2 separate regions of the Hordeum vulgare genome follow, and region 2 is linked to region 1. Evidence: chromatin contacts called from public Hi-C data. All regions are on one chromosome and are shown on one strand. Each heading gives the region's core, a stretch centred on a gene start, on an enhancer-like site or on the middle of the called end of the contact. The rest is flanking DNA. Distances are from core to core; before and after follow the strand shown. Region 1 holds the start of LOC123404696 (phenylalanine ammonia-lyase). Region 2 has its middle 230 kb from the start of LOC123406039.

Region 1 (5,487 bases), core at 1,287-3,786:
TGGCTGAGCTGATACTACTACTTCTCATCGTCCTACTTGAAAAAAGTTCTTATTACTCTTGAATTTGTTACAGTGGAACATATAGAATGCTTAAAGTATCATGTAATATAATTCGTGATACTTCAATAAGTTACAGTTGAATTTGTTTTGCAGCTTTGCATACAAGAAACTTGAAAGAAAAAACATTCTGCCCCGCTAAATATAGTATTATTCACTTGTCTCGGAAATCTGAGAAACCACCTTCTCTGCGTCCTCCCATCTTCTGCTTGTATGTTCTGAGTTTAGCAGATGGGCAGGGGTTCGCCGTTCCACTCCTTGAGGCACTCAAGCAGTGCATCGATGTGCTTGCCTTGGTTAATGGCCACGAGCACCTTGTTGAGCTCCTCGCCGGGTGATCGTGTCTTCTCTCCGGTTAGGTATACAGTTCCGAGCTCCTCACGCACAAACCGGTAGAGAGGGTACGAGCGACACTCGGTGATTCTGTTGGGCATTTCAGCTGTGCCGCTCTCTACGGCAGCGCGTGCAGCCTCGACCGCCCGGGGCAGCGTCTTGCGTAGCTCCTCCTCAAATAAGGCAACCTTTGCCAACACGGAAGTCTCCGCATCAAACTCGGCCATGCCATTGGAGAGGGCGCGCTCCACAAGCACACCACGTAGCTTCTTCATGAGTGGATAGTTAGGGCTGCAAGGGTCGTCGGCGTAGGCAAACACTGCCTCGCGCTCAATCTCCTGGAGCAGGTCTTTCTCGCAGAAGCGCGCAACGTGAAGGCCACCGGTGGAATTGGTGCTTAGTGTCTTTTTTGCCACCGTCATCACACAGCTCTTGACTGCGCTCTTGACATTCTCCTCGATGTGGCGTAGGTCAATAGCTTGGCAGAGGGCAACCAAGAAAGTCGAGGACATGAGCTTGAGGATTTCAATGGCCTCTGCAGTCTTCCTGGAGGAGATGAGACCAAGAGAGTTAACGTCCTGGTTGTGTTGCTCGGCGCTCTGGACGTGATTGGTCACCGGGTTGCCCAAGAACTGCAGCTCCGAGCAGTAAGAGGCCATGGCGATCTCGGCGCCTTTGAAGCCGTAGTCCAAGCTTGGGTTGCGGCCACCGGATAGGTTTGATGGTAGACCATTATTGTAAAGGTCATTGACAAGCTCTGAGAATTGAGCAAACATGAGCTTGCCAATGGCTGCGATTGCGAGGCGGGTATTGTCCATGGACACGCCAATAGGGGTCCCTTGGAAGTTTCCACCGTGAATCGCCTTGCCACGGGAGACATCAATGAGCGGGTTGTCATTGACGGAATTGATCTCACGCTCAATTGACTTGGTGGCAGCACGAATAACTTCGATTTGTGGTCCAAGCCACTGTGGGGATGTCCGGAGTGCGTACCGGTCTTGCTTAGGCTTCATCAGCGGATCAAGATCGCCAAGCTTCTTTGCAAGCTTCATGTAGGAGCTTCCCTCCAAGATGTGCTCCATGATAGCAGCTGCCTCTATCTGTCCTGGATGGTGCTTGAGCTTGTGGGTAAGGTGATCGGTGAATTCCGGTTTGCCGTTCATGACCTCGCAGAACACGGCAGAAATGACCTCCGCGAGGAGAGCAAGAATGTTTGCCTCGAAGAGCACGGTGGACGCAAGAGCAGAGCCCACAGCCGTGCCATTCACCATGGCGAGACCTTCCTTTGGTTGCAGCTCGAAGAAGCCGCCATGGATGCCAGCTATCTTGAACGCCTCGGCGGCGTTCACCTTGGTGCCATCTGGGCCAATCGCCACGGAGTTGTCGCGGCCGGTGATCAGTCCGGCAATGTAGGAGAGCGGAACCAGGTCACCCGACGCGGTGATGGTGCCACGAAGGGGCAGGCACGGCGTGACATTGGCATTGAGCAACTTGGCAACCGCCTCGAGGATCTCGAACCGGATCCCAGAGTATCCTTGAAGGAGGGTGTTGATGCGGACGAGCATGGCCGCACGTGTGGTCGCAGCCGGCAGAACATGAGCGTCGGAGCCGGTGCCGAACGCACCAGCGTTGAGGAACCTGATGAGCTCTCTTTGGAGGGCGCCTCCCTCCTTGGTCCTCCGGTGGGACGTTGCACCGAAACCGGTGGTGACACCGTAGCTGTCGGTGCCGTTCATCATGCTGTTCATGACCCAGTCGCTGCTGGCCTTGACACGCTCGCGGGCAGACTCGTCGAGCTCCACCACCACCTCGCCAGCAGCTGCCACGGCCGCGACCTTGGCGATGCTCAGGCTTGCGCCCTCGATCGTCACCACGGGCTTGCGGTACTCTGCCACCATCCTCTTCACTTCGTCCAAGTGGCTACCCGTCAGCTCCTCCGCCGCCTTCCCCCAGTTAAGCGGGTCGGCATGCTGGATTGCCATGCACAAGATGTTGCCGTTGGCAGCAGCCTCGCCATTCTCGCACTCCATCTCACTTGCGAATGGACAAGTTAGCTAAAGCACTAGTCTGAAGGATATGAAGGGTGATGTAGTGTTGGTTCCCTGCAGGGGCTCGTGAGAAGAGTGGTGTAGCTAGAAGTTGCTGCTCTTCTTGGAGAGGAATGTATGCGGAGGCAGGTTTAAATAGGGACCGTGGGATGAGGATGGAGTTGGTAGTACCACTTTTTTGAAGAAAAAAAAGGTAATACCACTTTTAGTACCACCGAGGCACTAGAGGCGGTAGGTGCGTATTTTCTGAGGCGTATGAGGCGCCAACGTACGGTGTGGAAACTTCGTTGTTGGGTGGTTTACGCGGGGTTGGTGCCTTGTGCGACCTTGCTCGGTCTCGTTCTTCCTTTTCATGGCTCCGGTCAACCTTATCATTTTTCTACCTCGCACGAGGATAACTTGTTCCAACCGACGTCAGGCAGCAGGTCCATCTTCTTGGGGTTAGAGGTCTTTTCCAAAAAAAAGTATTTCTTTCGTTCTATATTATAAAGCAAACAACACCGAGCACATGACATTTACAGCACACTGCGCCTTTTGATAGGCAACGTTTTCCTTCGAAAAACCCAGAGCCCCTCAGCGACGCACATCAATCTGACCGACGGGGCGCAAATCGGGACTGCTGATCAGCGATGGCCTCGCCTGCTGATCGGGGGAAAGAGAAGGAGGCGCTCTCGCCCAGGACGGAGAGGGTAAAACTTGCGGAGGCGCACAGTAAGATGGAGATAACTGATGAGGAAACGACCCCGCTGGTGCTTGACGGTCTGGAGGAGGGATCGAAGGAGAAGTGGTTGTTGGTCAAAAAAGTTCTTCACCGACATACTCTCCACATCCAGACGAAATCCAACACGCTCCGGCCAGCGTGGGGGAACCCTAAGGGTTTGTCCTTCAAACATGCGGGGGAAAACATGTTTGTGGCAGAATTTGCATGTCAAAGGGATCGTGATCGCGTGTGGGAGGGATCACCATAGCATGTCAGTAAGAATGTCGTGATCTTGTCTAAATTTGATGAGTGCATGCGACCGTGTGAGTTAAAGTTTGACAAGCTGCAGCTATGGGCTCGAGTGTTGAACCTCCCGTTCAATCTCCGAGCTGAACAGTGAAGTACATCAATTGCACATCAGATCGATAAAAAAGCAAGAACTGTCCAGCTTGATCATGCAGCCGGCTACCTAAGGGCGAGAGTCAACATGGAGGTGGACAAGCCCTTGAGGAGGTGGATACTAATAGAATCAAAGAGGAGGAAGTGCATGTATATATATGATATTGTCTACGAGAACGTACCACACTTCTGCTTCTCATGTTGCAAGTTGGGTCATTCAGACCTTCTGTGCACTATGCCTGGAACACGAGATGAGAATGGTGACCTTCCGTTTGGGAAGGGTGTGCGTGCGCAGAATGAGAGGAAAAATACCGTGTAGGGGGATAGATCGACGAGGGAGAGTTCTGCTGCCCTAAAGAATAAAGCGGATACACGCAACTCAAGCACAATAGCCAAGAGCACGACCGAGGTTACATCCTGGTTAAGCAACCGCGGAACCAACAGAAGATAAAGGGAGGGCCTTAGACTCAGAACCATATGTATAGAAGGGTGAATCGGCCCCTTCTAACAATTGCTCCCCATCAGGCAGAAGATGGACCAGCTAGGGAGAATGCTTCTCTCGGGGACCCACCAGAGGGTTCGGAAACTGAGAGGGAGACAAAGAAAAAGAAACCTACCCCGAATAATTCAGATTCTTCGGCAGCGGCTGCGAGTCAGCCCTGCCCGCAGCAATGAGTTGCTTAAGCTGGAACTGTCGAGGGCTTGGTAACCCTTCGACAGTTCGAGAGCTTCATAGTGTGGTGAAGCAGGAAGGGCCCTGTCTCCTATTTGTGATGGAGACAAAAATCTCAGCACAAAGGGTGGAGAGCTTCAGAACCATTTAGGTTTTGCAGGGTATTTTGCGGTGAACAGTACTCGCCTTAGTGGTGGTATTGGTTTGTTCTGGAAGGATGAGCTAGATGTAGAACTGAAGAATTATAGCTCATGCCATATTGATGTTCTGATTAAGAAAAAGAACCGAGCCTAGCAAGAGTGGAGGGTCACGGGGTTCTATGGAGCTCCATTAGTGAAGGATCGGCCACATAGCTGGAGATTTCTTCGAACACTCTTTGGAATACAACATGATGCGTGGCTTTGTGTTGGTGATTTCAATGAGACCTTGACTGCGTCTGAACACTTCTCTCATGCAGATCGTCCTGAATATCAAATGAGGGCGTTCAGAGAGTCGGTCGATGACTGCTCGCTACTCGACCTCGGTTGGTCAGGAGCGGAGCATACATGGGATAATGGACAGCAGGGAGACGCAAATGTTAAAGCCAGGTTGGACCGTGGTCTTGGCAATCTTCGGTTCGTCAACATGTTCCCTAACACGCGTGTTCGGCATATTGGAACCATGGAATCTGATCATTGCTTTGTTCTGGTGGATCCAAGGGAAAATTTGGCCGTAGCAGGTGCAAGAACTGGTAGGCAGTTTTGGTATGAGCATGTTTGGCAAACTCACGTTGATTACGACCAGTTTGTGCTTCGGCAGTGGCATAAGGGAGCTGGACAACAGGGTTTGGCCGGGGTGGTGAATGCCCTGAGCGACATGCAGCAGATGCTGGCTAACTGGGGGCGAAGGAGTTTGGAACTTAACACGCAAAGTGAAGAAGATGCGCGCCAAACTTGATCGCTTACGAGCACGCTTCTTGGGGTGTGGCCCTACCGACAAAGAGCGCAGTGGGCAAACAACTTCGTGAAGCTCTCCGAGAGGAGGAAATTTGGATACGACAACGGTTCAGAGTCTTGTGGCTACGGAAAGGGGACTGTAACACGGGATATTTTCATGCTCAAGCAGCTCAAAGAAAACGTATTAACAAGATTGAGTGCTTTGAGCGAGCCGACAGTTCAACGTGTCAAATGATTGAAGAAAATCATGCAGAAGACCACGACTTCTCTGAAGCTCTATATACCTCCCAGGGTTTTAAGCCCATGGACGAACCGCTCGACCTGGTTCCGCCCAAGGTGATG
Region 2 (5,487 bases), core at 1,673-4,172, 230 kb after region 1:
GCCGGCGGCCAAAGGAGTGGCGGCAGCTAGGGTTGGGCCCTCCCACCTAGGTGCCTTGCCACCCAAGTTGGGTTGGCCGGCTGCCCTAGGGGGTGTTGCTCTCCCCTAGCCGAGGTGGGATTGGGTGTGGTCGGCGCCCAGCCCCTTGTGGGCTTGCGTGCCACCACCCCTTGGCCCATGAGGCCCCCAAACACTTGTCAAGGGCCCCCGAAACTCCTTTCGGCACTCTGTCGATTCCCCGATGCCTCGGAACACTTTCGAACTCTGATGCCGTTCATCCTATATATCAATGTTCACCTCCGGACCTTTCCTGAGTTCCTCGTCACGTCCAGTATTTCATCTGGGACTCCGAACAACCTTGGGTGACCAATACAATGACTCGATTATGCTTATATCGACACCAAACGTTAAGTGTGTAGACCCTAGGGGTTCGAGAACTATGTACACATGACCGAGACACTCTCCTGTCAATAGCCAACAGTGGGACCTGGATGCCCATATTGGTTCCAACATATTCTACGAATATCTTTATCGGTCGAACCTCGATATCAAGGATTCAATCAATCCCGTATACAATTCCCTTTGTCCATCAGTATGTTACTTGCCCGAGATTCAATCATTGGTATCTCTATACCTAGTTCAATCTCATTATCGTCAAGTCTCTTTACTCGTTCCGTAATACAAGATCTCATGGCTAACTACTTAGCCACATTGCTTGCAAGCTCATTGTGATGTTGTATTACCAAGTGGGTGCTGAGATACCTCTCCGTCACACGGAGTAACAAATCCCAGTCTTGATCCATGCCAACTCAACAAACACCCTCAGAGATACCTGTAGAGCACCTTTATAGTCACCCAGTTACGTTGCGACGTTTGACACACACAAGGTACTCCTTCGGTGTGAGTGAGTCGCATGATCTCATGGTCATAGGAACAGATACTTGACATGTAGAAAACAGTAGCATTAAACTCACACGATCATGTGCTACGTTCATAGTTTGGGTCTTGTCCATCACATCATTCTCCTAATGATGTGATCCCGTTATCAAATGACAACACATGTCTATGGCCAGGAAACTTTGACCATCTTTGGTTAACGAGTTAGTCCTTTAGAGGCTCACTAGAGACAGTGTGTTGTCTATGTATCCACACATATATTTGAGTTTCCAACCAATACAATTCTAGCATGCATAATAAATGATTATCATTATCATGAACAAGGAAATATAATAATAACCACTTTATTATTGCCTCCAGGGCATATTTCCAATAGGAAGGGGTCCCGACGGCGGGCTAGGGTTTGAGACGCCCGAGTCGCCCCTGCGGGAGCGACGCGGGGGGCAAACGAGGGGGATTCCTCAAGGAATAGATCACGATACCTCTCGACTATGGGGCACTGGCCCTCGCATGTGCACTTAGCGATTGTTAGCTACTAACTGATTTGGAGGTATTAGCAAAACCAAGGAAGGAGCAACTAGCTCGAAGCACAAGGACGTCATCATGGGTGCAGCCTCCAACGAATCATACAGAGTTTAATAAGGATGCGGTGGTGATGAGGAACGGGAGTTATGGGTCGGTTGCAGTGGTGAGCCATGATATGGAGGGTACGTTCCTGGGAGCTTCTTGTATTACAGTGAGACATATCTCAGACCCGGAGAAACTTGAAGCATTGGCGGTCCATGAAGCTTTAGCTCTAGCAGATGATCTCTATGTTCAAAACATACATGTGGCTACGGACTATAAGGTAGTGGTGGACGGATTAAAGCAAGGTTCTTTTGCTGAATATGGAGCGATAACACATGAAATCATTCGATATTCGGCTTTGTTCTCATCTTGTATATATAGTCCACGAGTATAGGAGCTCGAATATCGAGGCTCACAATCTCGCTAGGCATACTTTGTCTTTAGGGTTTGGCTGCCATGTTTGACTTGGACATCGTGATGATCTTATATTTGTACGAGAGAACATTTCGATTACTTAAATAAAGCTTGTTGAGTTGTCTTAAAAAAAGCTAATCTCTACTAGAGCTAAAGTTTAAGAATGAACTACAAAGCGAGATGTGAACACATTTTGAATTTTTTTTACATTTCTTTGAAACTATACACATTTTTTCAAAGGTTATTAACGTTTGAAAATACGAACATTTCCAGAACAGGGCAAACAATTTTTGATATTTTATGCATTTTGAACAAGCAAACATTTTTGGAATTGCGAACGTTTATTTTATGTTCTATCCTTTTTGTACCAATGCAAGTAATTTTTGAAAGATATGACATATTTGAAAGACAATAGTAATTTCTCAAAAAGTGATTATTTTATAAAACTATTATCATAAATTCTGAACAATTTTTAAAATTGGATAATTTGGAAACAATTAATTAATCTAGAAATCCCCAAAGAATTTTGTCGAAGCTCTGAACATTTTTCGAAATTCTTGAATATTTTTTGAATTTATGAATAAAATTTGGAAAACATGAACATTTTATTGAATTTCAAAGTTTATAAAACCTAGAAATTTTTGGTAAATTACGAATTTATTTTGATTTTCTGAGAAAATTTGATGAAAGGAAACATTTTTTAAATTGAAATATTTTTTAAAATGCAAAACAAAAATTGAAAAAATCTGAACATGTTTTAATACATAAATCGTTTGGCTAAATATATGAAAGGTCTTTGTATTTCCTGTTTCAAACTTTTTATAAAGAATATAAAAAGGAAAAGAAAATAAAATTAAAAAGAATAATACAAAAGAAACAAAAGGTGGAAAGATATAATGGCAAAGGATCCTGTTGTACATTGGTGCTGCCAAAAATGTGCCAACCCATGTGGTTTAGCGATAGTTTGCTGCAATACGCGTCATATAGGAAGGAGGTGTCGATACAGCGCTCAGGTCGCACGCGAGCACGACCTGACGGGCGGAAGATCCGATTTAACGCCCGCAGGCGTCAAAAGGATGGGGCTTTGCTGAAGCCTGGCCACCCGACGCCCCAGTTTGGTCCGACCATGGTCGTTCTACCTTTTTTTCTTCCTGTTTTTTTCTCATTACTTTTTATATTTTTATGTTTATGTTTATGTTTATTTTATTTAATATCATTTTAGTTTTTATATTTATTTCGTATTACACACAATTCATTGCATGTTTATCTACACAATTGTTCATCGTATTTTAAGAAAAACATTGTCATATTAAGAAAATGATCAATATATTGTCGGAAAGGTTCATTTTGTCTTTTTGAATTGTTCAACATATATTGAAAAATATGTTCGATGTGTACTTATATATTGTTCAGCATATATCACTAAAAAATTCCAATGTGTATTTAAATGTTTATTCAACGTATACCATAAAATACAAAAAAAATCCATATAAATATTGGTCAGCATACGCTCGACGATCGTATGGGATGGTCCATTTTACTTTCTTTCCTTTTCCTTTCGTTTTCTTTTTTACTTTTTTTTAAACTTTAGCCTCTTTTTTATTATTTTCTTTTTATCATTTTTTGCGAATTTTCTTTCAAATTCATGAACATTTTTTTTCATCGAATTTGAAAACTACTCATCAATGTATAAAATGTTTAAAAATTAAAAAAAATCATTGGATACATTTTTTTCATGAGATTTGAATTTTTGTCATCAGAATTCAAATTTTGTTCATAAAATTTGGAAAAAAAAGTCATCAAATTCGAAAGTTGTTCCTGATTTCAAAAAATATTCATGAAATTGCAAACGTGTTAATGGAATTCTAAATTTGTTCATCCTTTTTTCGAAATCCTTTTTTCGAAATAAAAATTTCTCTTCAATACAATTTTTGTTCCTCAAGTTAGAAAAATTCTTCAAATTCAAATTTTGTTCATCAAATACAAATTAGATATTCCTAATTTTTGTAAAATTCTCTTTAAAATTGTCCGCCTATTTTTATGAAAATTATGATCATTTTTCTAAACCGTGAACATATTTCGAGTTCTTGAACATGTTTTGAAACTGCATGCATTTGGAACACATGAACAAGTTTTTTGCATAGGCGAACATTTTTAGAATTCAGGAACAACGTCTGAACACACGAAAAATTATTTTTAAAATCACGTCCATTTTTTTAATTGATGAACATTTTTTAAAATTCATGAGTATATTTTCAATTTATGAACATTTTTTAAACCACAAACATTATATGATTTGCTGGAACATTTTTTTTTAATTTGAAAGTTTTTTCAAATTCAGAATGACTTTAAAGAAGAAGAAAATAAAAAACAAAACATAACGAAACAAGAAAAACTAGGGCATTAACCCTTGCTCATAGGCCAGCCTGATAGGGGCGCGCAGGTGTCATGCATGGAATAGGGTGTCCCATGTAGGATATGCTAAATAGGGAGCTGCCTTGCGACGATTAGGCCGGCCGCAATTGTAAGTACTGATTGCAAGTTTACAACCAACCATGACAACTTTCCATTATCAACAACTGGGCCCATACAACAAGATTATGTACCGGACACATCATGTGTACACAAAAATAGGCTCATAGCAGTATTAGTATATGTTACGCATTTTGAGAAATGTGTGACATGTAACAAGCTTCGTGACATCACACACTCTACCCCTCCTCATCGAGAGAGTGAGCCAACACATCTTAAGGACGAAGTCATTACAAGTGTCTCGTAGCCGACAAAAACATTATGTTTTACTGAACAAACATTGTTGGACCTTTGATAGAAAAATCAGAACAGTGTGAATATCAATGTTAAGTCTAGAAGACTCACTTGAACTGCGGTAGGCTCGTTCCATCACATGAAAGATACAGTCAATTCACAACGTGCACTTTAATCTTCTCTAGTTCTCTTTGTGGATTTATCAATTTTTACAAGTGCCACAAATCGTGTAATAGATTGCATCATGTGCCGTGACATTACATGTAAGACCCAAAAGCCATCTAAACCCCGCACAATGGACGGCTTATCATCACATCGTTCCAACCGCTACGTATCTCTGCCAGCTTCTTTCTGATTGGAGCATCAAAAATGTCTTTTCTCGTCAAGATCACGTGACTATTTGGCATGTCTCGCATCTACGTGTTCTATCAAACAAACAAAACAAGTCACATCATCACCAAATCGGCTCTCGCCTTATGCCTCAGGTAGGCCCGGGAAACTACATCTTCAATCTGTCGTGGAGAAACCGTGGAGTATGTCGGTGCCAACACACAGGGCCCTCCAAACAGTAGCCGATCGATCGTCGTGACATGAGCACACCAAAATTAAGTGAAAACAAGAAGTGGTGTACGTGTTTACTTAGGCAGGATACTTCAGCGGGAACTGTCGAATACATATGAAGCGTGAAATGTTTGTGAGGGTATTGATTTATAGATATATTTTTACCGCGGACCAGTGGAAAAAACCCTGAGTAATTCGATATACATGGCTGAGATTGGTTTTTGTGTGACTAAGGACATGATGTGTACATGTATAGTAGAACCATTCATAGTGAAGTTGCCA

What was found. A called contact is a pair of places that touch in the nucleus more often than the background predicts.
Region 2: a contact with region 1 is called in a Hi-C map of leaf, with 3 times the contacts expected there. The contact joins the enhancer-like site here to the promoter of LOC123404696 in region 1. A contact is called at or near these places in 2 of 6 Hi-C or Micro-C datasets (both in leaf).

What each region holds. Positions count from the first base shown.
Region 1 is chr6H:378,347,396-378,352,882 of MorexV3_pseudomolecules_assembly, forward strand. LOC123404696 (phenylalanine ammonia-lyase) reads right to left here and starts at 2,537. Exons shown (of 1, transcript XM_045098645.1): 1 at 64-2,537. The coding sequence starts at 2,420. The coding sequence ends at 282.
Region 2 is chr6H:378,579,424-378,584,910 of MorexV3_pseudomolecules_assembly, forward strand. No RefSeq gene overlaps it. Among protein-coding and RNA genes, the nearest start is that of LOC123406039, 230 kb to the right of the region's middle. Within about 2 kb of position 2,923, at least 3 of the 3 cell types and tissues checked have open chromatin away from gene starts, as enhancers often do. A contact at or near this core is called in leaf, where this site is marked.